2 separate regions of the Xenopus tropicalis genome follow, and region 2 is linked to region 1. Evidence: chromatin contacts called from public Hi-C data. All regions are on one chromosome and are shown on one strand. Each heading gives the region's core, a stretch centred on a gene start, on an enhancer-like site or on the middle of the called end of the contact. The rest is flanking DNA. Distances are from core to core; before and after follow the strand shown.

The links. A called contact is a pair of places that touch in the nucleus more often than the background predicts.
Region 2: a Hi-C map of neurula embryo shows a contact between it and region 1, with 1.7 times the contacts expected there. The contact joins two enhancer-like sites. A contact is called at or near these places in 2 of 5 Hi-C or Micro-C datasets (brain and neurula embryo).

What each region holds. Positions count from the first base shown.
Region 1 is chr2:120,919,305-120,925,720 of UCB_Xtro_10.0, reverse strand. The region is part of intron 1 of clybl (citramalyl-CoA lyase, mitochondrial); the gene reads left to right. Among named protein-coding and RNA genes, the nearest start is that of clybl, 83 kb to the left of the region's middle. Within about 2 kb of position 3,235, at least 2 of the 11 cell types and tissues checked have an H3K27ac peak or open chromatin away from gene starts, as enhancers often do. A contact at or near this core is called in neurula embryo, where this site is marked.
Region 2 is chr2:120,969,813-120,976,228 of UCB_Xtro_10.0, reverse strand. All of the region lies in intron 1 of clybl (citramalyl-CoA lyase, mitochondrial), which reads left to right. Among named protein-coding and RNA genes, the nearest start is that of clybl, 32 kb to the left of the region's middle. Within about 2 kb of position 4,173, at least 2 of the 11 cell types and tissues checked have an H3K27ac peak or open chromatin away from gene starts, as enhancers often do. A contact at or near this core is called in neurula embryo, where this site is marked.

The DNA of each region.
Region 1 (6,416 bases), core at 1,986-4,485:
CAAAATTACAATTGCATACTGTTCTTTGCAAATGTCCATATTCCATTCAGTACTGAATGCATCCACCCAATGCACATTTCACTATCCACTTCTAGGGGCCCTCCTGGGCCCACAGTTTAGGAATGGCTGCCACCTTTAAAGTTTAGAAATGTTTACCCTAATAGCTTCTCCTCTGCTTTTGCTAAGTGATATGTGTATTAATTATTGTGAGCATTGCTCACCTTCAGTAAACATTTTAGGACAAGGTATGGATGTTTTGTATCCTTCAGTCTTAATCGGACTTATTCCCTAAAAAATGTAATATTATTAGTTGTAATATTCATGCCAGGAATGTCCAACATGCTTTCCTCCTATCAGAGATCACCAATTTGAAAATCTCTGATTTAAGTTTTCTCATGTTGGGGTACTTACTGTTCTTATATTGCCATGAGTCCTTTTTTTCTCTGAATTCTGTTCTGTTCACCATTGCATACCTAAGTCATATAATTTTTAGACATGTCTTCTTATCGAAAACACATAGGGGCACATTTATCTGAGTATGAATGACTTTGCGTTTTTTCTAAGTTTTTTTTCATTAAATTACGCAACTTTTGTGCTTTGCGTCAATTTGTGTGACAAAATTATATTTGTCACAATGACTACGAAAGTTTCGGAATTCATTCAAGCTTCGGTATTGTGACTTCCCTTTGGCCAGGTTGGAGCTGCAGAGTGCCAATGAGTCCTATGGGAGGCTTCCAAAATCACAGAAGGATCAAGTCAGAAGGGTTTTCCCGCCGTTTACGATCGTTCGGATACTAAAATTTCGTAACTTTCGGATCACACCACAATATTTTCGTATAACCCACGATACAAATTTTCGCGCAATTAACGTACATCAGAAATTATCGTGGTTAGTCCGATTTTTTTCCAATCGTGCTTTTAATTGGCGAAAATTCGTACTTTGATAAATGAGCCCCATAGTTTGGGATTTACTTTTAGCCTTTTCAGGCCCAATAGCTAATTCATAAACATCCCCCTTAAAATGGCCAGATATGGGTTCCTGGAAATGCATTCTGTAGAGCAGCTTTGGAACCAGTTTTTCTCTGTATGATGCAAAGGGCAAGCCTACACCTGACCTATGCAGTTTCACAGGGTGCCACAGAGCTGGAGGGGGCTGTGTGAAAGCTTGCAAACACAAAACCTAAAGTATACTGGATGTAATGAAATACAGCACAGTTCTACAAGGCTTTATGCAAAAGGAGAATGGTTGATACTGTATCTCCATTCTGTGTATTATAGAATGTCAATTCAGGATATCAGTAAAAACAGAGAAATATATTTTAGCTGTGAATGGATATGGTAGGTTCATTCATAATGTTAACTGGATAAGTGAATAGAATTATACATCTCTAAACTACCCAGAATAATTAATTAGGTTGAAATATAGGACTTTGTGGAGTAAAATCTTGTTCTGGCTAATATCAGCAAGTGCAAAAAAAGATATTGGGCGAAAATACAATCTAATCTCTTGGTGGTTCTTTAAATAGAGCTGTAACTGTATCATTTTGATTTAGAATTTTCAAAGAAAAACAAAGTTATTTGAAAGGATTTCAGGGAATTGCAGAGTTCACACATTTAAAATAAAAAACAGCTTGGAATTCCTTAAGTGTTAAAGAAGTGGGAAGATAATAGATCCATTTAACAGCCTTGCTTTACTTGATGTATGAAGGTGGATTGATGAGTAATTCCCATAACAGTTTGCTGGTGGTTTAATACATAGCATCATTACCAAAAGAAAAGACCAAAAGAATTGCAGAGGACAAGGCGCTGAGACAGTTTTTCCCTTTTGCTTTTTAAGGAAGCTTGTCTTTGATGAGATATAGCTGCAGGCTATCGTTTTACATTTTATGTCAGCTACCTTTGTAAGAGGCTCATTATTGATGCCGAGTTCTGTTTTAATTCACACTTCTCTGCTAATCAATTACAGCGTTTATCCATTAATCAGGTATTTTGACAGGGTCAATAACTGCTTTTCACTTTTGTGATCTTCTTGCATGTTACTCCGTAAATAATAACAGTCAATAGGCTAGTTGTGAAAAGCGCCTTTTTCCCAGGCTGTTTTGCAAAACGAAAAAAAGCTCTGGAAGTAAGTTAACCTATTTGTGTGTATTTTTTTTGGGGGGGGGGGGTGGTATGACGTATATGTAATGCAAGTTATGCAGAAGTAGGAATAATATGTTGTTTTTTGAATATTTAATAAAATTGCACTGTGTTAATAAGGCAATTGTGTATTAAAAAAGACCATTATGAATTAGCATTTTCCTGTTTTCCTTCTTTATTGGTCTGTTACTTTATTTACATTTCGGTTCACAGAATATTTCATGGTCCTCATTAAAGACTGATATTTGATTAATAACTGAGTGTTGGAAAGGTTTAATTTTTTCCATTTTTGTCTGCATTTGAGTGAGTTGGATTTTAGTGAATGGTGAGAAATGTCTGTAATCATGTAATTTTTTTTATCTGTGCCACATTTCCTGCTGAACCCCAACAAAGTAAAGCATCAGAGAAATTATATTCTTTTATTTTGGTCAGTGGTGTAGATGACAGAGGGCAAAATTCTAATTTGTAATGTAAAGCCTTTGTGGGGGTCACCCACTGTACACAGGTTGATAGTAACAGGTTTCAATTATCTTTTTATGATGGCTGTACCAACATCTAATTGTTTCTCATCAAGTGCAGAAAGAAAAGGCAGTTCTTCTGTAGATTTTTCAATTCTTCTACATGTCACTTAGCTGTCTTCTCCATTGTCCGAGATCCTTTCTCTCATCCCTTTCGTAGCAATGAGTTGTGTCATTCCCTCATGATCAGCACTTTTGTTTTCTTTGTTTTTTCAGTACCTCAGAAGTCCATCTTTCCTTTCATCTCCTTCCCATTCATGCATAAGGGAACAGTTGTGCTCTGTTGTGGGGATGTTCCGCTGGATTTCAAACAGTAGGGTTTCTTTTCATGCCCTTCTGAGTAGTACAATGGAACTGAATGTCTGTTGCACAATCCAAACACTAATATGCCTGGTTATTTTGTTTCTAAGAAGTCAATAAAACCTCTAAATTTGGACTTTTGGCTTGCTATTTAATGTTTAGCCATAAATCTGTTTGTTTCAGGTTGTGTAGTAAAATCCTCAGCATTAAATTCAGGCATTAAGTTAACTTGCAGTTGGTGCTGGCAGAAGACTATTTTCACACAAAAGGACTTGGCACTCCTCAGCAGTCATGATAAGAGTGTGAAGTCTCAGCCAGATCTAATTAATGTGGAGTGTGTGTGCTAGGAATTGGGGGGGGGGTGTCTGTGATCTTGGATTTGCTTTGGCAAAACTTTTTACCTTGTGCAGTCATTGAAAAATAAATATATTAAATTTAGACTTTGCATTTACCATTTTTGTGCCAGGCTTTTTAACTTGTTACGTTTTAGAATGATAGAAAATTAAGTGTTAAGGGGCAATGCCATCTAATATTGTTGTGTTAAGAGAATTCTCAAAAACAACTTTACTAGGTCATAAAGAAAACATACTTAAACAATAGGTATGTGTATACCTTTTATAGAAGTCATTTCTGCATTTAGACTAATAATTTTTCTAAATCTTAGGTATTCATTACAGTTTAGGTGCATGTTTATACAATGACAAAACCTAATATGCTTTATGCATAATGCTCTTAAACTGATTTATATTTGAAAATTATTTTTTTATAGTTTTTAAATTTATTAATTTCTGTGCTTTCTCAACCAAACATTTTATTCTACTGATGGATCTTGGAATAAATGATGTAAAATTAAAAGAATATGAAGAAAAATGATTGTTGAAAAACATATATGTTATAAAAGTAATGAAAAAATATAAATGTTATGGGGTAACCTTGCCACCAAATAAATGTATTCTTAATACAATGCTTAATAAAAGTATGTATTTCTCAATTGGTTAAAACCTATTAAATGCATGCCTGGCCAGTCTTCTAGTCAACTAACTGTCCTAATTCATAAAATATTGCACAAACCAATTCATTAGCAGTTTCTTATATGTAAAATCAGTAAAAAGTATATGCTTTTAGGAACTCAAGATATTAAAAAGATAATTTCAGTCCAAGGGCTTGTCTCCAGGGCTGTAGTAAAGAAAGGTAATGGAGAAATTATTGTGAAGAATATGAAAGATAACGTGAAAATTCAATGAACCATAAAATGAACCATAAAGTTGTTGCCACTCTTCCTCTGTCCCAGCAAACATGCACACTTCTGGATGAAACAAAGATGGCCGTGCTTTCCCCTACTGGTTTGTGTACCACTGCACAGTATACAGTTTCCAGTCTTTATATACAGCATTTCTATGCCCATAGTTACCCATGGATGCTGCTAATATATACAGACTAATTACATTACATTACATTAACATTTATTTATAAAGCGCCAACATATTCCGCAGCGCTGTACAATAAGTGGGTTTCATACATTGGACATACAGAGTAACATATAAAGCAATCAATAACCGATACAAGAGGTGAAGAGGGCCCTGCCCAAAAGAGCTTACAATCTACAAGGAAAGAGCTTACAATCTACAAGGAATATAAAGAGTAACTCGTGGGGCTACAAAACAAGGCATTAAATTGCATCTTATTGGATAACCCTTTATGTGCCAATGATATAAATAAAAAAAAAATAATTCTGCAAAGTGGCTTTTGCATAATTCTTATAGATAAATGGAATACATTTCCCTTTATCACCTCTATGCTCAGCAATTTTAATGTTGGTTCCCTTAGCCTTCTCCCAGTATTTTTCCCAGTATATAACAAATAAAATATTTCCATTTCTCCTGTTACTTTTATCCTTGGGTTGCAGTACCTTGACTTCTAATTTCTCTTTAATAGTAGGTTTCTTCTATTTTTTTAAACAAGGCTTTTTCCAATAACTCCTACCACTATCCAAGATGTACCAGTGCTTTAATATAATATTAGTTGCTTTATTGTGATCCATAATATAATCCAAATATTAAAGGTCTGTTTGACAAGACCCTTATCTTGACTCATAACTTCCAATACGTGATACAATGGGAAGCTATAGAGACTTGGTACTCTTTAGCAAGACCTTTCTTTAATTTTTCATATGTAGTAATAAATCCAAACAGCCTGTTGCCCTCTACAAGAAAATCTAATAACTATGTTACAGCTATTTTTATTTTTTTTAACTTTGTTTTTATTTTCATTTTTCAGACATATCTATTACAGTAGTTTCTGTAACGTCTTATTTCGCATATATGTCTCTTGAATAACAATGCTAAAGGTGCAAGTCTTTTAAAATTAACATTTATAACATAACTTAAACTTTTAGCTCATACCTGTTAATGAGAAATGTTTTTCACTGTGGGTAGGTTGCAAATAATCTATTTGTTTTGTTACAGGTATTTTCATTATCTTATAATTCATTAAAGGGGTTGTATGCCTTTAATTTAACTTTTAGTATGATCGGTCTAGAGCCTGCTTTTGTAAGACAATTTTCAGTTGCGATTCTTTAATTATTTAGCTTTGTGTTCTGCAACTCTCCAACCAGCTATCCGGTTGCTAGGTTCCAGTTTACCATAACAACCAGGCATTGGTTTCAATAAGAGACTAGAATGTGAATAGTAGAGGGCCTGAATAGAAGGATAAGAAAAAAAAGTAGGCCCCTGGAGACACCCCTGCTTTCCTGTACCTCATTTTAAAAGGCAGAGATGCACCTAAATCTCTGTACACTGATATAATCCAAAAATGTATTACACAGAAACACTAGGAGCAAACCGGAACCCTTAAAGGAGAATGCAAGTCAAAATTTAAAAAGCATACTGCCCAATAGTCCTCCTATTGTTTAGTAAAAACGCCACACTTTTGGCTCACCTAATCAAATATTTACTCAGTCACACTTACTTCACATTTTCTAGAACAGGCAGCCATCTCTAAAAAGGTATTCTCCCTTCCTTTCCCTCCTTGCTTCATACTGCACATGTGTTTCATTCCCCTCTGCCAGATCCGCTTCTGATTGGCTGGTGGGCATGTGTAGCTCAGAACAGGAGACAGGATCAAGTTACACACATGCTCAGAGAATAGGAAGGATGCCGCTGGCAGCCTACAGGAAGGACAGAGAGATTTCAGTGATGTCACTGTAGTCTTCACACTGCTGTAGGCTGCCAGCACCATATCTCAGAGAATCTGGGAATTTAGATATGCAGTAAGTTCTTAAAAAGAATGCCTTTAGACTTACTTTTAATTTATATTAACCTTTCATTGTCCTTTAAGTTTTGACAATTTCCTTACCGCTTTGTGAGGAGGTAAACTAGTTTAAGAGAACAAGCATGTCAAATGTTATAATTAAGACATAAAATCAGGACTTTCTGTTTTGTGAATGGGTGTCTTTAAGAA
Region 2 (6,416 bases), core at 2,924-5,423, 50 kb before region 1:
TTCAGAATATTTGCCAGATAAAAATATCATACCTAAATCCTTATTATTATTTTGTAAATATTGCAAGTGTATGTTACCCTTCTAGAGAAGTTAACTATTGTTTAGCAAAAGATTGGTAACAACATGTTTGACGATAAAAGAAATAAATAAAAACAAAGGTTCTCTACTGTTGTAATATGAGGGTTAATTGACTAATAATTCCCTGAGGCAACTTTTCTGTCAGCTGGTGTGGGAGGTTTCTCATGTCCCTTTCAACCTAAGCTAGTTGCCAGGTAGATTTGGCTCTATCCAGTTAGAATTGGTTTGGTTAGATAGTTTCTTTGTCTCAAGTAGTAATCCTTTTCCCTCCTAACTCTCTAATCTAGAACTAATTATACCTAAATATGTATTTATTACTTTGTTTAGTCCTACACATGATTTACAAGGTACTGCACATCACTTAGGGGCAGATTTATCAAAATGTGAGTTTGGAGCTTAAAGTGATACTGACACTAAAAAACGACTCCTCAAAATTTTAATGTACATAAAAAGTTGCCTATAGGTCATGTTGATTGATTTTCACTGAGAGATTTGCTTTTGTAAATAATTGTTTCTTGAAGTTCCTAAACCTGACTGTTTTGCCAACCTGACTGTCCCTTCTCAGCCTGTCAGTTATAGCTTCTAATGCTAACGGCCTCCTGCTGGACAAATATGGCAGCCCCCTTATAGGGCAACATGGGGGATCAGACAGGTAATATAAAAGCATTGGGGAAATTCTTTTATGGCAAAAATGAAGGTCATGCAAAGACAATGTTATGATAGATGTAAAAAAGGTTTAAATTCTGGTGTCAGTATTAATTTAATACATAAAAACTCACCCACGTTCTATTCATCCCTATGGGATTTTAAAAAGTGTACTTATCAATTGGTGAACTCTAATTTTCACTCATTAATAAATACCCTTACACTTGTGGTAGACACAGTGCAATTGTGTCAGGCGAATTGCCCGGTTGCGCCTGCAACAGTACCTGAATTATTGTGAAAGGACTGTGCATTGTGGGAAAAAACACAGAGCTTGCACTTTTATTATTATTGTAGTTCAAGGTTTTCAAGTATAAATGTTTTATTTCCAGCAGTATCTTTTGTAAGTTTAAAGAGTATTTGTAGCCAAGGCAATAGTATTTCTGCTTATTATTAAGGTTTGCTTCATATCCATCAGTTATCATGCTGTTTTTCGTATTCAAGCTTATTATTAAAGTTTGCTTCATATCCATCAGTTATCTGGTTGTTTTTTGTATTCCAGCTTATTATTAAAGGAGAAGGAAAGGCTAATAAAGAGTTAATCTCAAGCTCAGTTGTCTCAATAGTGCCCTTAAGTCTTCCCATATTTCACCTATTCAGAAGATCTGAAGCCAAACAGGAAGAAAAAACCCTGATGCCTCACTCCTGCACAGACACCCAGACCAAGTGTACATGCTCAGTTAGTTAGACTATGAGTCAGCTTCCTGCTGATTGGCTCAGATCCACATTCCTAAGGGGGGGAGTGAGTTCTTAGCATTCTTGAGGGAGGGGGGAGCAGCAGAGAGGAGAGAGCTGAAAGCTGCATGTCTGTGGCAGAGGAAAACAGACACAACTAATCTTTTTACAGAGAACTCCATGCAGTGTTTCTGTGGGTGCTTATGGCTGTATTTACATAGACCTTTCTGATTAAGCTTACTTAGTTTTTACCTTTCCTTCTCCTTTAAGGTTTGGTTCATATCCATCAGTTATCAGGCTGTTTTTATTCCTGAACTGTACAATGTAATGTGAATGAAGTCTGCGGTAACACTGCTCATCATTAAGGTGTTTGATAATTTTTTAATGTACATTAATATAGGCCAAGTCACTATTTTTCCCACCTTTATCTGAAGGTTTAATAACTATTGGGGCCAAATATGACCCAAAGGTGTTTTTGGTGGCATAAATCGAATTCAGACTTCAGAGTCTTATACTGTATGTCCTGGGAAGTAAATATAATCAAGGCCATCTCAAATAATTAATAGTCCTCAGTTGATAAAATTACAATGAAGTGCATTGTTCACCATGCTCCTCATTCCCTGTAACAGTGAAGACACAAGGATCTACTTAGTAGCAGCTACTTTTCACAGCTATTAAATGCCAGAAAAAACCCTGCCATAGATAATACTAAGAATTGCCTCTGCTGAAACACACATAGAGACAGTTAGCAGTAAATGATCAACATTGTCTGTTTTTGTAGTCGTGACAAGTAGCTGTTATTAGTAGCTCCATGTGTCTTCACCCTAAAGGGGTAGTATCAAGATCTCTCATTAAATGTTCATAGCATACGGTAACATTTTATTGATACACTGACATTCAGACTTTGGAAGAGGAAATATATGATAAAGGTTCAAAAGCCCAAAAACCAAAAATGAAAAGGGCTTTGTATAGATTTAAATATAATCTACTCTTAACCTGTACATGTTAAAGTAGTGTGTTCAATCAGGAGGTTTAATATAATTTATTTAAATTGGCTACTGTATAGCCATGGTGTTGCCATTCAAGATCAAATTGGCCTGTAGGGCCCACTTTGCACAGCATATAACAGATAAGATGTTTAGAATAAAATGGTTTTAAACTTAGGTGGATGTAAACAGAGATTAAATGCAGTGGCCCTCTACACATCTGTAGGATTTAAACCTGCCAATAAATATTTTATTTGTACCTGCAGGATAGACATATAATCTGTAATTGTAGATGTTCTCCTTTTGGTGTTAATGACCCATTAACAGGCATTGCAAGCCACATGCTTGATAGACAACTGTAAATACTGTCCTCTCTACCACCAAAGGGACAACTTCTTAATAAATTGTTTCCTTTAGTGAAAATTCAGTTGAATACAACATATTTAGAATGCAAAACAGCTGCTACTGGAGAAGGGGATTTTGACAGCTGTGCTTGTCCTTGAGAAGACCATTGTAAAGTTATCAGATCACATGGGGGAAAAAAAGGGGGGGGGGTAATGCAAGTTAAACGGACTTCCCTTACTGTTAACTGATTGCATTTAAATTAAATGCAATTAGTGCCACCATTTAAATTGAATTTTCTAGAAGTGTCCCTGGATGTGTGGCATGTTAACTCAAGTTAGCTTGCATACTTTGGTAAATGTATGCATATTGGTTATAAAACTGTTCAGCAGACTCCCTGGAGTTCATATGGTTTTTTTAGTAAGTAAAAAATTGTGAGATAAATGGGGCAAGTTTCAATAATTTGGGCAGTTTTCATAAATGGCATGAAAACCACTGCCTTTAGAATAGCTTTGTAGTTTGGAAGAAAACTAACATATTTGGTTTGTTAGGGTCTTCGTACTATTAGAGTATTTTACAACACACAATATGCAGGCAGGGTGCTGTGTTTTCAGAAGCTGAATTAGCAGCCAAGAAATGTAATATGCACAGTTCTCATTTTAATCAATGCATATTGGGCATCAAACTGTTCAGTTGATGGAAATAGCAAAATTGCTTTGCTTTAAAGTGGGTGAAACCAGAAAGTACTGGTGGGCAAGGCTTCTTATAGCTGTGGGTGTTACTTATAATTGTAGTTGTGGCTTACTTTTGCGCTCCACCCCAATTCAAACAATGCCTAACCCCACCCATTACACTTCCCTACCTGCTTTGGCAATGAGAAAATATATTGATTTAATCTGATTAGACATTAAGACAATTACCGCATGTAGCCATTTTTCCAGATGAAACCTATTAATATTTGTCATGGTTCATTTTACAGTAGCTGGCCTCTTGTGGTCTACTTGTTTGTATTGATGGCAGTGCTAGTTGTTCAAGTCCTCCCTTGTTTACCTGTTGTGGACCTGTAAACTGTTTTATTTTCCATAGTAATTGGACTTTTTGTCACTCTTTTTTGAAAAAAAAAAAAAATGAAATTAGAATTAGCAACAAACTGGAGCTACAGTGTGGAGCACAACTAAGGTATGTTGTTACTCTTTGTTCTCTCAGAGGTTTCCACTATCATGTTTTATTGTCCTGCCAAAAAAACTTGTTAGGAAGGTATGTGAAGTGTTTCCTCTTCATCTAATAAAGCTTGTCCCTGGGAATGTATCAGCTGAATCAGTGAAACCATAGAGTCAGAATACTTAATGTCTCTTTCTAGTACTTTATCCTCACAAAAGGAACAGCAGCTCTATTGACCCCTTGACACGCTGACCTCTGACATGCTGTTTTCTTAGAATAAAGGGTCCTCTTGTGCTGTTTATACTACAAAACCAACAGTGTTGTATCATTCATTAATATACTATTGTAAGTGTATTCAATTTGTCTAGAATGCAAGATTATTGCAGTGTGTATTTTGTAAATAGAAATGCCTAAAAACACAATTTTATTCAAATACGTGCATATTAAAACATCTTTGCTTACATACAATACTGGTATTTTCACAAATTTTGCAATCGTAAATGTAACCATACCTTTTAAAAACTGTGTGAAGCCTGTTTTTTTTTTTGTTTTTGTTTTTTTTTATACATAGGCCCTCAACTCCTCTGTTAGTGAATTCATCTCCCCACTGAGTGCATTGTTTATATCATGTGGTGCCAATCAGCACTGCTATTCTACAGTCTTTGTACTGATGGGTGTTCACAACATTGAACTCTTATGCATCCCAGCAGTAATACATACACAGCATTTAGGTTCTGCTAATTTATGCAAGGTAAAGTACTACAAATGAACTAATAAATAAATACACCAGTCTCTACCATATATTATGTTTTGTTATTCTCAGGATAATACAATACACGTTACTACATTTCTGTGGTTAGGGAAACAAGACAACCTGGCTGGAGTCAAACCCAAGGTCCTAGAAAAACTTCTCTTTCAAACAGATTAGGCACCTCCCCCCCCCCTTCCAGTGAAATAGATTGCTATGTTTTTTCCCCAGGTCGGTGCTCCTGTTAATGGATTACTTTCATGGGAAAACAAAACATCATCAGTTAATAGAGCTTCTTCAGCAGAATCCTGCATTGAAATCCATTTAAAAGTGAAATAGTGAAAGATTTTTTTTAAATTTTACATGGGACTAGCCCTATTCGTCATTTCCCAGGGTGCCACAGCCATGTGACTTCTCTGATAAATTTCAGTCACTCTTTACTGCTGAGCTGCAAGTTCGAGTTATCTCACCCCCTCCCTTCCCCCTTAAGCAACTGATCAGCAGCAAGATAGCAGCTATAGATTAGCACTTAATAGTAGAAAATCCAAGTCCAATTTAGGACTCCTCCGGTTACATGGAGAGTAGGAGTACAATAGGTTACCTGAAAGCAGTTCTAATGTGTAGCGTTGGCTCCTTCTGAAAGTTTAGAATCAGGCACAATGCACTGAGATGGCTGCCGACACACCAATATTACAACTAAAATGCATTTGTTGTTTCAAGAATAAAATTTTAAATGGTAGAGTGAATTATTTGTTATGTAAACAATGTAATGTAGTAATAAAAAGTACACCATAAAAATCACGACAGAGACCCTTTCAGAGAAAACGCCAGTCTGAGGAAAAGCTGTATCAGCTCTGTGATGGCATATTACTTACCTTCCGACCAGTGTCCCAAGTGTTCTTTGTGACAATCCCTGTTTGCAGTAGAGTAAACAAACACAATTTACTCTACTGCACATGTGCAGAACTCCAAATGGATGAAGATCTCAGGTTAGAAGATGCCGGCACACCTCTTACGTAGCTTTTCCATGGGCTGGTGCAGTTTACTCTTAACAGGAGCAGTGGCCCAAGGAAAAACTATTGACACAAGCGATGAAAACATAATTTTGCCCGTTTATAGGTCTCTGGTGAGGCCTCACCTAGAGTATGCAGTGCAGTTTTGGGCTCTAGTCCTTAAAAAGGATATTAATGAGCTGAAGAGAGTGCAAAGACGGTGAGGGCAGTGAATGCCCTTCCGAATGATGATGTGATGGCAGATTCTGTTAATGCCTTTAAGAGAGGCTTGGATGATTTCTTAAACAAGCATAATATCCAAGGCTATTGTGATACAAAAATTAGTACTGATGTCGGTATATATAGATTATGTTTGTGAGTGTAGAGATAGGCTTAAGGGTTTATGTGTGTGTGGTGGGTTCACTTGGAAGGGTTTAACTTGATGGACTTCTGTCTTTTTTCAACCCAACTTAATGTAACTATGATCTATTTCACCTAACATCTTGGTAACCAGTAAAATAGACTTTACATGTACTTTAAAAGAGCTAATCACATGTCAGTGACTACTGATTCTGTGACAGCAATTTGTGGTTTACTGTTAATTTGCAAAACTGGAGGAAACTAGAAGTGCAGTTTTGCATAAGTTAAGATGTTAGAATTATACCTGTGAACAAGTGAGTCATGGCTTGACTCACACATGCCGTGTTTTAAACATTTTCTTAGTCTGTGACT